Linked DNA regions of Sus scrofa: regions 1 and 3 are each linked to region 2. The links are chromatin contacts, called in public HiChIP or PLAC-seq and promoter capture Hi-C maps. All regions are on one chromosome and are shown on one strand. Each heading gives the region's core, a stretch centred on a gene start, on an enhancer-like site or on the middle of the called end of the contact. The rest is flanking DNA. Distances are from core to core; before and after follow the strand shown.

Region 1 (3,435 bases), core at 612-3,111, 810 kb before region 2:
AGCCATTTATTCCTCATCTTCATCTTCTTCCTCCTCGTCTTCATCTTCTTCCTCCTCTTCCTCTTCCTCCTCATCTTCTGGTTCACTCTTCTTCTTAGAGCCTGTTGGCCTGCCAGGGCCCTTCTTTCCTGCTTCACCCTTACCCTTGGCACGGTATGCAGCAATATCCTGAAATATTGTCAAAAAAAAAAAAATGCAATAAAATCAGCATCCGGTATCATTACTCAACCGTGAAAACCACTAAGTTGTAAACAATCTAAGATCATTGACCAATAACCCTGATGACTGTCTAAAATTTGATTTTGAGAGCATTCCCTCTGGGCCTTAGAAAGCTAATGATGTAAAATAATGGGGGTGTATTACACTGATATCAGTACTTTCACTACCCTTACCTGTTTACCTCACACAGCCAGCTCCTTCCCTAACTTCTCTTTTTAGATACATCCACATAAAACAATACTTTTGTTTGGTCCTCCACACTCTTAACTACATACCTATACTACAAGTGGAGTCTTGAATGCAGCAATCTACCAGTGCTACAAACATTGGTTTCAGTCCAAAAAGAAAGGTTTCAGTTAGTTTATGCTGCTTAAGCATACAATTCTCATTAGACCTTTTCAAAACAAAGCTGATAACCAAACTATGTGTGTACAGTTTCTACCTATTTCTATCATACTCATTTAGAAAATACCTACTTTATTTCAAACTTGCCTGGAAAAAATTAAGACAACATACCTTTTCATATTTTTCCTTTAGCTTAGCTGCTTTCTGTTCATACGGTTGTTTATCTTTGGCTGACTGCTCAGACCACATTTCACCCAATTTCTTTGCAGTATCCCCAATGGATAAGCCAGGGTGTTCACTTTTGATCTTTGGGCGATGTTCAGAGCAAAACAGGAAGAAGGCAGATCTAAAAGGAAGGAACAGAGGTTTAATACACTGAATGAAAGAGCAAGGGAGTAATTCTGTCGGTTTTAAAATAAACTCACGGAGGCCTTTTGGGAGCATTGGGATCTTTTTTCTTGCCCTTCTTGTCACCCTTGGGAGGGACGTAATTTTTCATCTCCCGGTCATAGCGAGCTTTGTCACTTTTTGCCATATCTTCAAACTTGGACTTTTCCTTGGCAGACATAGTCTGTGGGCATGAAAAGGGCAGGAAAAACACACGACTATAAACACCGAAGCGAGTCACCGCCACCTGCCCGTGCACGGAGCCCGGGAGCCGGGTGGGGGCCCGCGCCCACCTTCCATCGCTCGGAGCACTTCTTGGAGAACTCGGCGAAGTTGACCGAGGAATCGGGGTGTTTCTTCTTGTGCTCCTCCCGGCAGGTCTGCACGAAGAAGGCGTACGAGGACATCTTGCCCCGCGGCTTGTTGGGGTCGCCCTTCCCCATGGTGCTGCGGCGCCGGCGACGACGCGTCCACCTGGCGGGAGAGCGCGGCCGGGCGCTGGCGGGAGGCCGGGCGGGGCAGCTTCCCGCCCAAAGGCCCCCCGCCCCTCGGCCCGGGCCGCGACGCCCCGCGAGGCCCCTCCGCCCTGACAGGAAAGCTCTGGCTTCCACGCCGCGAGCCCCATTCCCACCTGCCGCCTCGGACCCCGCGTTCAAAACACGCCCGAACGGGCGGCCGGGCTTCCCGCCTCCACAGCGCGGCCCTCCGGACCGCACCCAGATCCCGCCCGCGGGGCCAGCCCCGACAGCTGCGGCGTCCGGGCCGTCCGGGAGGGAAGGGGGACGGCCGGCCACTCACCGGGGCCCGGAGGGGTCTCTTGCCTGGTGGTAGCTTCTCCTCAGGCTCCCGCGCAGCGGCCGGGTCCGACCGCGACGCTGCCTACCTGCGGCTCCGGCGTGAACTGGTTTGTCGCTAACGCAATCCTCCGCCTCTTGTTTTGCAGACTGCTCCGCGCCACGGCAACTTGACGAGCCGGTCCGCAGGCCACGCCCCCGACGCTCCGATTGGCTCTGGGGATTATTCAAACTCCAGGAGGCCCCGCCCCCTAGCCCCGGCGGCCTCCGATTGGTCGACGTGTCGCCAGGCCCGTCCCCACGGCCGCAGCCTAGCAGGTTCGGTGGGTCGCCCGGGTCGTTAACTCCCAGACCCGTTAGAACCGGTCGGGGGAGGAATGTGCTGCCCGATCCTGATTGGCGGCCGGAAAAGGGTTTGAAAAATGGCGGGCCTGGCGCTGACTGGCTGTGGCAGGAGGCGGGGGGCGTGGTTGGCCCGCCGGGGAAGCCCCGCCAGATTTAAAAATACTGAGTCTCAAAGCGCGGGGTCTACTCTACCCAGCCGGCACCGCTCGGTTGGCTGACGCTGAGGTAGCCGGGGAGGTGCGTCCCGTCGGTCCCCCGCCCCAGAGCGGCCGCAGTCCCGGCTCCCGGAGTGGTGGTCCCTGCCCCGTCCAGAGAATAACATGGGGAGGCCGAGGAGCCTGCGCTGCGGCGGACGACCAGCCCCGCCGGCGGTCGCTGAGGCTGGGGTAGGACCGGAGGAAGACAGGTGGCGAGACCCTGGGAGGGGTGGGGGAGCCGTTCCCGCCCCCACGGGGGCCAATCGCCCGTGGAGTCCACACTTGGCCCCTCATTCCCCACTTTGTCTCGGCGTCTAGCCGGGGGTGAGCAGGGCGGGGCCGGGAGGGGTGGGAAGCATCCCCCTGGCTCCACCCCTCCATCCGGGCCGGATCCTGGGCGGTGACCCTCGGGCTGGGCTATCCCTCCCATCCCCACCCGGTTGCTGCCCCGACTCCGATCCCTGCGACATCCTCCATTCCTCGCCGCCTTAGGCCGTTTCGCTGTCCCCGCGATGGTCACTGTTTTGTCTCTGCCACGCGGTCGTTTTTAAAACCTTTTCCGTGTCGGAGATCCCTCGGAGACACCCGGGAAGGCCTTGAAAGCTGCCCGCCCTCTGAAGCATTTACGCGCCAAACTGCGGCCGCGGCGCTTCACAGACTCCTCCCCGCCCAGGTTAAGAACCTTCCTTTCTGCGTCTGGTGAGAGCGCGGCCCAGCGACCTTAACTTTTCGCTTCAAAGCTCACAAGCCGCCTTTCCCGGGGTAGGACCATGGTGACTGACATGCTATCTCTGTGTTGCATTTAGTTTTGAGGGTTATTTTTTCTGTTGGCCCGTTTGTTAAGAAACAGTTGGTTTCAACAGATTTTAAATATTCTCTCTTTCCTCCGTAAATTCACTGGCATTTGTTAAACTGTGTGCTCCTATTTGGTTTGTATACAGTCCTCATGCTCAGCAGAACCTCAGTTCCAGCAGCTGTTTATCTAGATTTACTGATAAAAACTAGGTTTTTGAAAACGGAAATGGATGTTAGTTGCACGACGTGGTGCGTGTACCTAATACCACTGAATTTAAAAGTAAATTGGAAAATAATGCGTTAGTGATCTCTATTGCTATTTGAATAATATGGTATGGTTTATTTTTTCAACT
Region 2 (3,465 bases), core at 105-2,604:
ATATCCCTTATTAAACTGTTGATAAGTATAATAAATTATGATGTATGGCTAGTTATCACCATAAGATATTTTGTGACTGGAAGTATTTCAACTGCGTTATTCTCAAAAGTATCTCTTTAAAATTTGGCAGACATCTAAGAGCCCAAAAATAATTAATTGGCTGTAACCTACTATAAATGCAGTATGTTAACCTGAAAGGAAGCACCCATTTAAAAACCAAATTTACAATTTGAGAATGGACACAGTCAGACTGGTGTTAAGCACTTGATGTATAAAAGATAAACTTGAATAATATTGTACTAAGGATTTACAACATCTTTCAAACTTGGAAGAAGCATGGGCAATTTTACAGTGGGTCACTGCCAAAATAGTGTCACAATAAACGAAGGCTGTGTCTTTTATTTCCCATAAGTTTATTTGGTTCACTGACAAAAGCTGTGCTGGTGATATGCATCCAGGTAATGCTGAAAGAAGGTGGTACCTGTCACCTAATAATGCTTTAAAACACACAAACATTTCTGTTCTGACACACCTCTCATTCCTATTTGCTCTCATATCAGCACAAAGATTACCACATTCTTTTTTTCTACACTAGAAAGGCTTACTTCTCCCTAGCCTTTGCTAATTTCTTTCCACCTTAAAAGCTATTTTTGCTCATGTTTATTCTGAAACCATTTCAACCATATAAAATGGCAATGGGTAAAGAATACACGATCTTCAGTTGAGATATGCTCTGCTCACGAACACCTTAATAATCACAAACCTTCCTCTCACACACATCATCTCTCAAGCAAAGTTCTACCCTCCCTGAAATAATAAGTCAATTCAGGAAATGAGTACGGGGAAAATCGCCAAAAATTAAAAAAAAAAAACTTTCCAAGAAAGATAATTCTTGTATATAAGTCTGTCTATTTCATTACAATCAGGCATTTCTCTTGGATGTGTTTTTGCTCAGTGATTCCTGCCTATGAATTCCTAAAAATAATCATCCTGGACATCTATGTTAGGCAGCCCCTAAGATGACTCCCACATATCCTGTGTCCTGGGATTCCTACCCTTGTGTAATCCTCTCCCAGTGACTTTGTGTTGTATTTACTGACTCACTTCTAACAAAACAATACAGCAGTAGTGATATCATGTCTGAGCTTAGGTTATAAAACAGAGTCCTGGGTGCTCTCTCTTGGACTCCTCGCGGGAGGGAAAGCCAGCTGCCATATCGTGTACAGTCTCTCAAGACAAACTGTCCACTTAACTCAATAAAAATGGCAAGTTTCTGACTCAAACTGAAAATAGTATAAAATTTTTGCATTCTGATATCTGCTCAATTTTTTAAATCTCTTTTTTTTTTTTGGTGGGAAAAAAATCCCTCCCCTCTCAGAAATATGGTTACCAAACTCCAAACATTTAAAAACAAACAGGAAAAATTGAAATGGAAAATATAAATTAGCTTTGCTTTGATAATTTACTAATAAAGGTCATGACCTATTGATTTTAAGAGACAACTGTGATCTTTGAAAATTAAAATTCCCACTTGTTAAAAAAATTCAATGATTAAATTACTAAGTACATATAGACCTAATAAAAATAAAAGCAAACAAAACCCTTAAATGACTGAGGTTCGGGATCCATTTCTGATTTCACCCAGTTAGTAATATTTAACTGAGCACCCACCAAATAAGAAACTGGAACCCACTCAGATACAAGAGACGACAAATTAAGAATTTGGCAACTTTATGACCAAAGTTTAACGGCTGAAACTACTGACAATCCATCGTAACCTTAACTGTATGCGTTTGCCTTCATATTACCGGAAAGTTAAAGAATTGTGCATACGCACCAAAAAACCCCCACTCTACTTGAAAAGCAACACCTAGGCTAGAAGAGAGTCATCCTCAATTTCCCGGCTTTCTTTCAAAATGAAGCCGGGTCATACCTGGGGTTCCAAGCTGACCTACACCCCAGTGGCCTAGGAACACACTTACTCCCGCCTCCTAACACGGCTCCCTAAATGTAATAAGCCAGTACTGCTGTCACTCACGGTGTTTTGCACCGTCATTGGTCCCAAAGTCTCGCTGGTTGGCAAGTTTCTACCAACTGCCCAGCAGCAGCTGTCATTATTTCCGAGAAGTAGGGGTGTACAGGGAAGAGAAGCAAGAGCTCTGAAATGTCTAGGCCGACGCCCGTACCTGAGAACCTCCGATCTCCACCGCCGCCGCGACGAATCGGCCTCTGGGCGGGGGCTTTTAGCCAAAAAGAAAATGTTCAGCCGGGAACCGGTGCCCAGGCCATGGAGAAGCCTGTTCGGACTTTGCTTGTTCACGCCCGGTGGAGGTAACGGCGAGCAGAACCCCAGAAACAGCACCGGATCCCTCCGAACTGAGCGCGCCTCAGGCTGCAGCTGCCGGAGCGGCTGACTCTCCGAGTTTTGACGTTTCCTATTGTTGCCGGAAGTGACGTCGAGTTCGGAGGCTTCAGGAAGAAGCATTTTTGTTCCGGTGCTCTACGATTCGCCACAAGTTCTCGGTTTCTCTCTTTGCAGTGCGAGCCCGTCTGAGCCTAAAAACTGGGCAGACTTTGAATCTACAGCTTAGGATCGGACTGGCCCCTGAGAAGGCTCTGGGTAGGGTCAGTCTCCCCCAGGCTCTGGGCAAACGTGCTGTGGAATCTGCAACGTGGAATCCAGGGTCTCGGGGGAGCCGGCAGCTTTGAAGAGCCTGCCGCGGTGTGTGGCGGGCTTCCACCCGCTGCTCTGAATACAAACGGTCGGCGCGAGAGGCGCGTCCGGGAACCGGCGTCGGGAAGCAGAGATTTGTTGCTGGAGTCTGGGCTCCCGAGGCTCTTCAGTTGCACATGCTACCACCTCCTCCGTCTGCTGTACGGGGCCGGAGGCCTTCGGAACCTGCTTCTCTGCTTCTTTGATCGACCGCTGCTGGGTGAGCGCCGGGGAACTGGCGAAGCTGCGCCCCAAGTTGTGCAGGGCTCGCCTCTCTCTAACCGAGTCCCCGGGCGGGGCCGAGTAACTAGTTTCGCTTTTTCATCCTTTTAAAACAAGTGGGGGGTTGGGGGTGGGGTGGGGAGGAGAGCCCTAGTCGTGCCCTGCTCGTGTACCCAACTGGGATATCCTTTTGATAAGGATGAAATGGGAAGAATCGTGGCAGGTCATCCTGTTACTTTAGGTTGTGACTTAGGGTAGGGAGCGATCCGACTCCTCCGGGAAACTGACTAGAAAGAACAGCTGAGAAAAGTTGATGTTTTCCTTGCTTTCTATTTCCCTGGGGGTTTGGTGTTTCTCCACTTCCCTACAGGACCACAGATTTTGATTTTACCCGCTCTCTGAAAAACATCAGAGTGAATTCTGAAAAATCTGAAATTATGGCTATAATAAACTACTATTCTAAAATTATCCAAAAAGTTTTTAATGGTTTTATATGTTAACACAGCAACCCCACAGAGCTATGCACTTGA
Region 3 (3,350 bases), core at 263-2,762, 780 kb before region 2:
GAACTCCATCAATATACTTTTTTTAAAAAAACTTATGGTACTAAGTCTTTGAAATCCTGCTTCTAGTTTTCACTTACCACACATCTCAGTTGAGATGCTAAATTCAGATTTCACAAAATTTTTAAGAAAAAAAAGATTCTTATCCAAGTTGTTCCTATTTAATAATTCTCTGATTACTGAAATCAGTATTAAATATTTAAATGAGGTAAAATTAACAATTCAGTTTTTCATTCACAAAAAACACAAGTGCTCAATATACACATAAGGCAAGCGGACACCCTACTGGACAGTGCAGCTGGAAAAGCTAACACCACTCAGTATCTTTCTTTTACCCACTCCATTTATTTATTTTTTCTTCCTTTCTTTACCCTAGGACAGAAGTGCACAGATGGACTGGATGGCTTTGAATTTCAGTGCAGATGACACTTTACATTTTAAATAACCATCTATAAATAAGTTCACTCCGTAAATATAAAAGAACTTTCAAAAAACCTAATCGCTTTCTATTTTTGTTTAAACAATGTAATTGTTAAACAGGATATACATACTGACAAATAATGAAGCGGTGCAACCAGCAAAGGTGCAGCTTTCGTACCAGCCTCTCCCATCCCTCCACCCCGACCTCCACAGACACGCGTCCACACGCACGCATACACACGCGTGCTCACGGAAGATGCGGCCCCTCCCACCCCATGCCCTTGGGGCAGGGCGAGTGCCGGCAGCCTCAGGAACGGTTAGACCAGCTCCCGGTTCCCCGGAAAAGAAAGCTGCCCCGTTAAGTCCACACGTCAGCAGCTCCACCTCTGGAGGCAGCGGACAGAGTGCACGTCCCTCGCAGGGACAATGCGAGGATTTGGCAGCGGCCTCTAGCCAGGCATTAGCGATGCGGCCGAGCGCGCGGAGAGGCGGGGTCACGGGGGTCGGGACCAGCGTTCCCCACCTCAGGCAGGCGCCCTAATGGACAATTTGGGGCGTCAGTTGGTGGAGATGCCCTCCAGATCCCTTGGTGTTAGCTGCGGGACCTGGAGGGCCCGGAAAACGCCAGGGCGCCCATCTTCCTTGGTTTGGGTTTCCCACAAAAACGGTATCACGGCAAAAACTTTTACCAGTGATACGAAAACGGCCCCAAAACTTTTTCCCACAGGCTCACTTCCCTCCCCTCCCACCCACGGCCCCTACGTTTTGTGCTACGCCTCCGGAGTTGAGTGACCTCTTCCTCTAGAATGCCAGCTCTGCAAAATCCTGGGAGCTAAACACAGCCTAACTTCCCGGGACAGACCAGAAGCCAGAAAACACAGCAACCCCCAACCACAAGTCCTTGTTTTCCCTGTGCTTTACACACAAAAAAGCCGGCCCGCCTCCGCGCGATGTATGCTGGGGTGAGTAGTCTCCCTAAACCGCGAAGCACTGGGTCATATTGGAGCTCGGGTTAACTCCCGGAAGGGGAACTACAATTCCCGTGGTGCCCTGCGGCAGAGTGGACGGGTTCGGGCTGGGCGAGGGCACAAAGCGCTTGCGCAAGTCGAGGACTGAAGAGAGGCGGAGGCGGAGGCGCCACGGTCCAACTGCTGAGGAGTCTCCATGTGACAGAGAGGGGTGTCCTAGCTCCAAACGACGCCCGACCGCGGTTCCCAACCACACACCTTGTGCCCTGTCCCGGCGCCAGCAGACAGCGGCAGGCCAGGGACCTCTGGTTTTGGGCGGAGGGCTCGGGCTCAGAGTGAATAGCTGCCGCCGCGCAGGTGTCTGAGGGACCGCTGAGACCCCGGCGTCTCCCGAGAGGCAAGCAGCGCGGCGAGCTGGGGCTTCTGTCAGCGCGGCGCCGCCAGCTCGGGGACATGAACGGCTTCACGCCAGAGGACATAAGCCGCGGCGGGGACGCAGCCGCTGCGGTGGCTGCCGTGGTCGCGGCCGCCGCCGCGGCCGCCGCCTCTGCAGGGAACGGGGCCGGAGCGGGCTCTGGAGCTGAGGTGCCCGGCGCCGGGGCGGTTTCGGTTGCGGGGCCCCCGGGGGCGGCCGGGCCGGGCCCCGGGCAGCTGTGTTGTTTGCGGGAGGACGGCGAGCGGTGCAGCCGGGCGGCGGGCAACGCCAGCTTCAGCAAGAGGATCCAGAAGAGCATCTCTCAGAAGAAGGTGAAGATCGAGCTGGATAAGAGCGTAAGTGGCGGCGGGACGGCCTGGCCTGGCTTGCCCTGCCCACCCTCTGGGCTCTCGGGAGCGGAGCCGACGCCAGGCGGGTAGGGGTGCAGGGGCCCAGAAGGGCGCAGCGCGAGCCGGTTCCGGGATCCTTAGTAGGAAGCAAACAACAAAGTGCTTCAGCCGGGACGGCAGCCCGAGCGGCACACTTGCGCGGCGGACCCGCTCCCCTCCTCCCCCGCCGAGGTAGGGGAGCGGAACAAAGAGGGCAGCTGCGCTGAGGCCCAGAGTAGTTTTCCCATAGCCCGGTAGCTCCTTCTGGAACCAGGTGTCTTTGTTCGGCTGCCCGAACTGGCGGCTGGCCCCGGGGAGTAGCTCCCGGTCTAGGGAAAGTGGAGTCCTGCCAGGACTGACGCCGCGGGCGAGGAGATCCAGTTCCTCGTCCCCCGCGCCGGGAGCCGGGCGCTCAGTGTCAGCATCTAGGGCCGCTGCTATCGACATGCGGAGCACGCAGCCTCCGCGGTTTTACCCTCGGTTTGGCAGCCATCAGGGTTTCTTTTTTCGTCCTTGTGCGGATCTGTTCTTTTGACCACCTATGAGGTTTTTATAAACAACCATTTCCACTTTTCGGAGCTTGAGCCGGCAGTATAAATAACAAGACGTCAGAACTAGCACACGTCCTGCATATTTTTAACTTGCACTTAGCTCAGAGGTTAATTTGAAAGCCTATTAGTTCTGCTTTCAATTATTTTTTTAAGGAGTAACTGTTAATGTACGACACCCAGTATTTCAGATGTTACTATACAGCTCTCAGGACAATGTAATAAAGTCTTTTTTGAAAAGTTTATTTGGGATATTTTCTGCGTGTTCTAACAGTTCCTTAGTCGTGTTCATGAGAACCTTTTCAGGTATACTTGTGTAATTTCACATTGCTTTGGTTGGAAAAACGTATCACAGACAAGTGCATTTACTTAATACTCAGAAAAATTTATGATTTAAATTTATCTAGAAAAAAATAAATTTATCTAGGGTATGAAATCAGTAGCTTATTTGTAAAAATGTGTAGTTTGTATCTGGATGATAATGTATTAAATTAGAAAAATTAGGAAGCATAGTTACGGTATTAACGATTTTTAAGTAGAGAAATATTATCAAATAGCAACATTGTGAACAATATCAATTTTCCATTGTTAAAAAAAACAGCATGACCTCACT

What was found. Promoter capture Hi-C pulls out the DNA fragments that hold promoters and counts their contacts. HiChIP or PLAC-seq counts read pairs in DNA pulled down with a chosen protein or histone mark.
Region 1: a promoter capture Hi-C map of fetal liver shows a contact between it and region 2, with 5 times the contacts expected there. The contact joins the promoter of HMGB2 here to the promoter of CEP44 in region 2. A contact is called at or near these places in 1 of 5 promoter capture datasets (fetal liver), 1 of 47 Hi-C or Micro-C datasets (heart right ventricle) and 2 of 2 datasets of contacts at active chromatin or transcription factors (alveolar macrophages and skeletal muscle).
Region 3: a contact with region 2 is called in an H3K27ac HiChIP or PLAC-seq map of alveolar macrophages. The contact joins the promoter of SAP30 here to the promoter of CEP44 in region 2. A contact is called at or near these places in 2 of 5 promoter capture datasets (fetal liver and liver), 2 of 47 Hi-C or Micro-C datasets (omental adipose tissue and retroperitoneal adipose tissue) and 1 of 2 datasets of contacts at active chromatin or transcription factors (alveolar macrophages).

Annotation. Positions count from the first base shown.
Region 1 is chr14:16,708,477-16,711,911 of Sscrofa11.1, reverse strand. It overlaps HMGB2 (high mobility group box 2), which reads right to left and starts at 1,861. Exons shown (of 5, transcript NM_214063.1): 1 at 1,750-1,861; 2 at 1,245-1,425; 3 at 990-1,135; 4 at 736-910; 5 at 1-168. The coding sequence starts at 1,394. The coding sequence ends at 7. LOC106507243 (a long non-coding RNA gene) reads left to right here and starts at 2,483. Exons shown (of 4, transcript XR_001303102.2): 1 at 2,483-3,049.
Region 2 is chr14:15,894,988-15,898,452 of Sscrofa11.1, reverse strand. It overlaps CEP44 (centrosomal protein of 44 kDa), which reads left to right and starts at 1,354. Exons shown (of 12, transcript XM_021074197.1): 1 at 1,354-2,933. It overlaps FBXO8 (F-box only protein 8), which reads right to left and starts at 2,447. Exons shown (of 6, transcript XM_003132835.6): 1 at 2,187-2,447.
Region 3 is chr14:16,680,112-16,683,461 of Sscrofa11.1, reverse strand. It overlaps SAP30 (histone deacetylase complex subunit SAP30), which reads left to right and starts at 1,512. Exons shown (of 7, transcript XR_002338366.1): 1 at 1,512-2,156.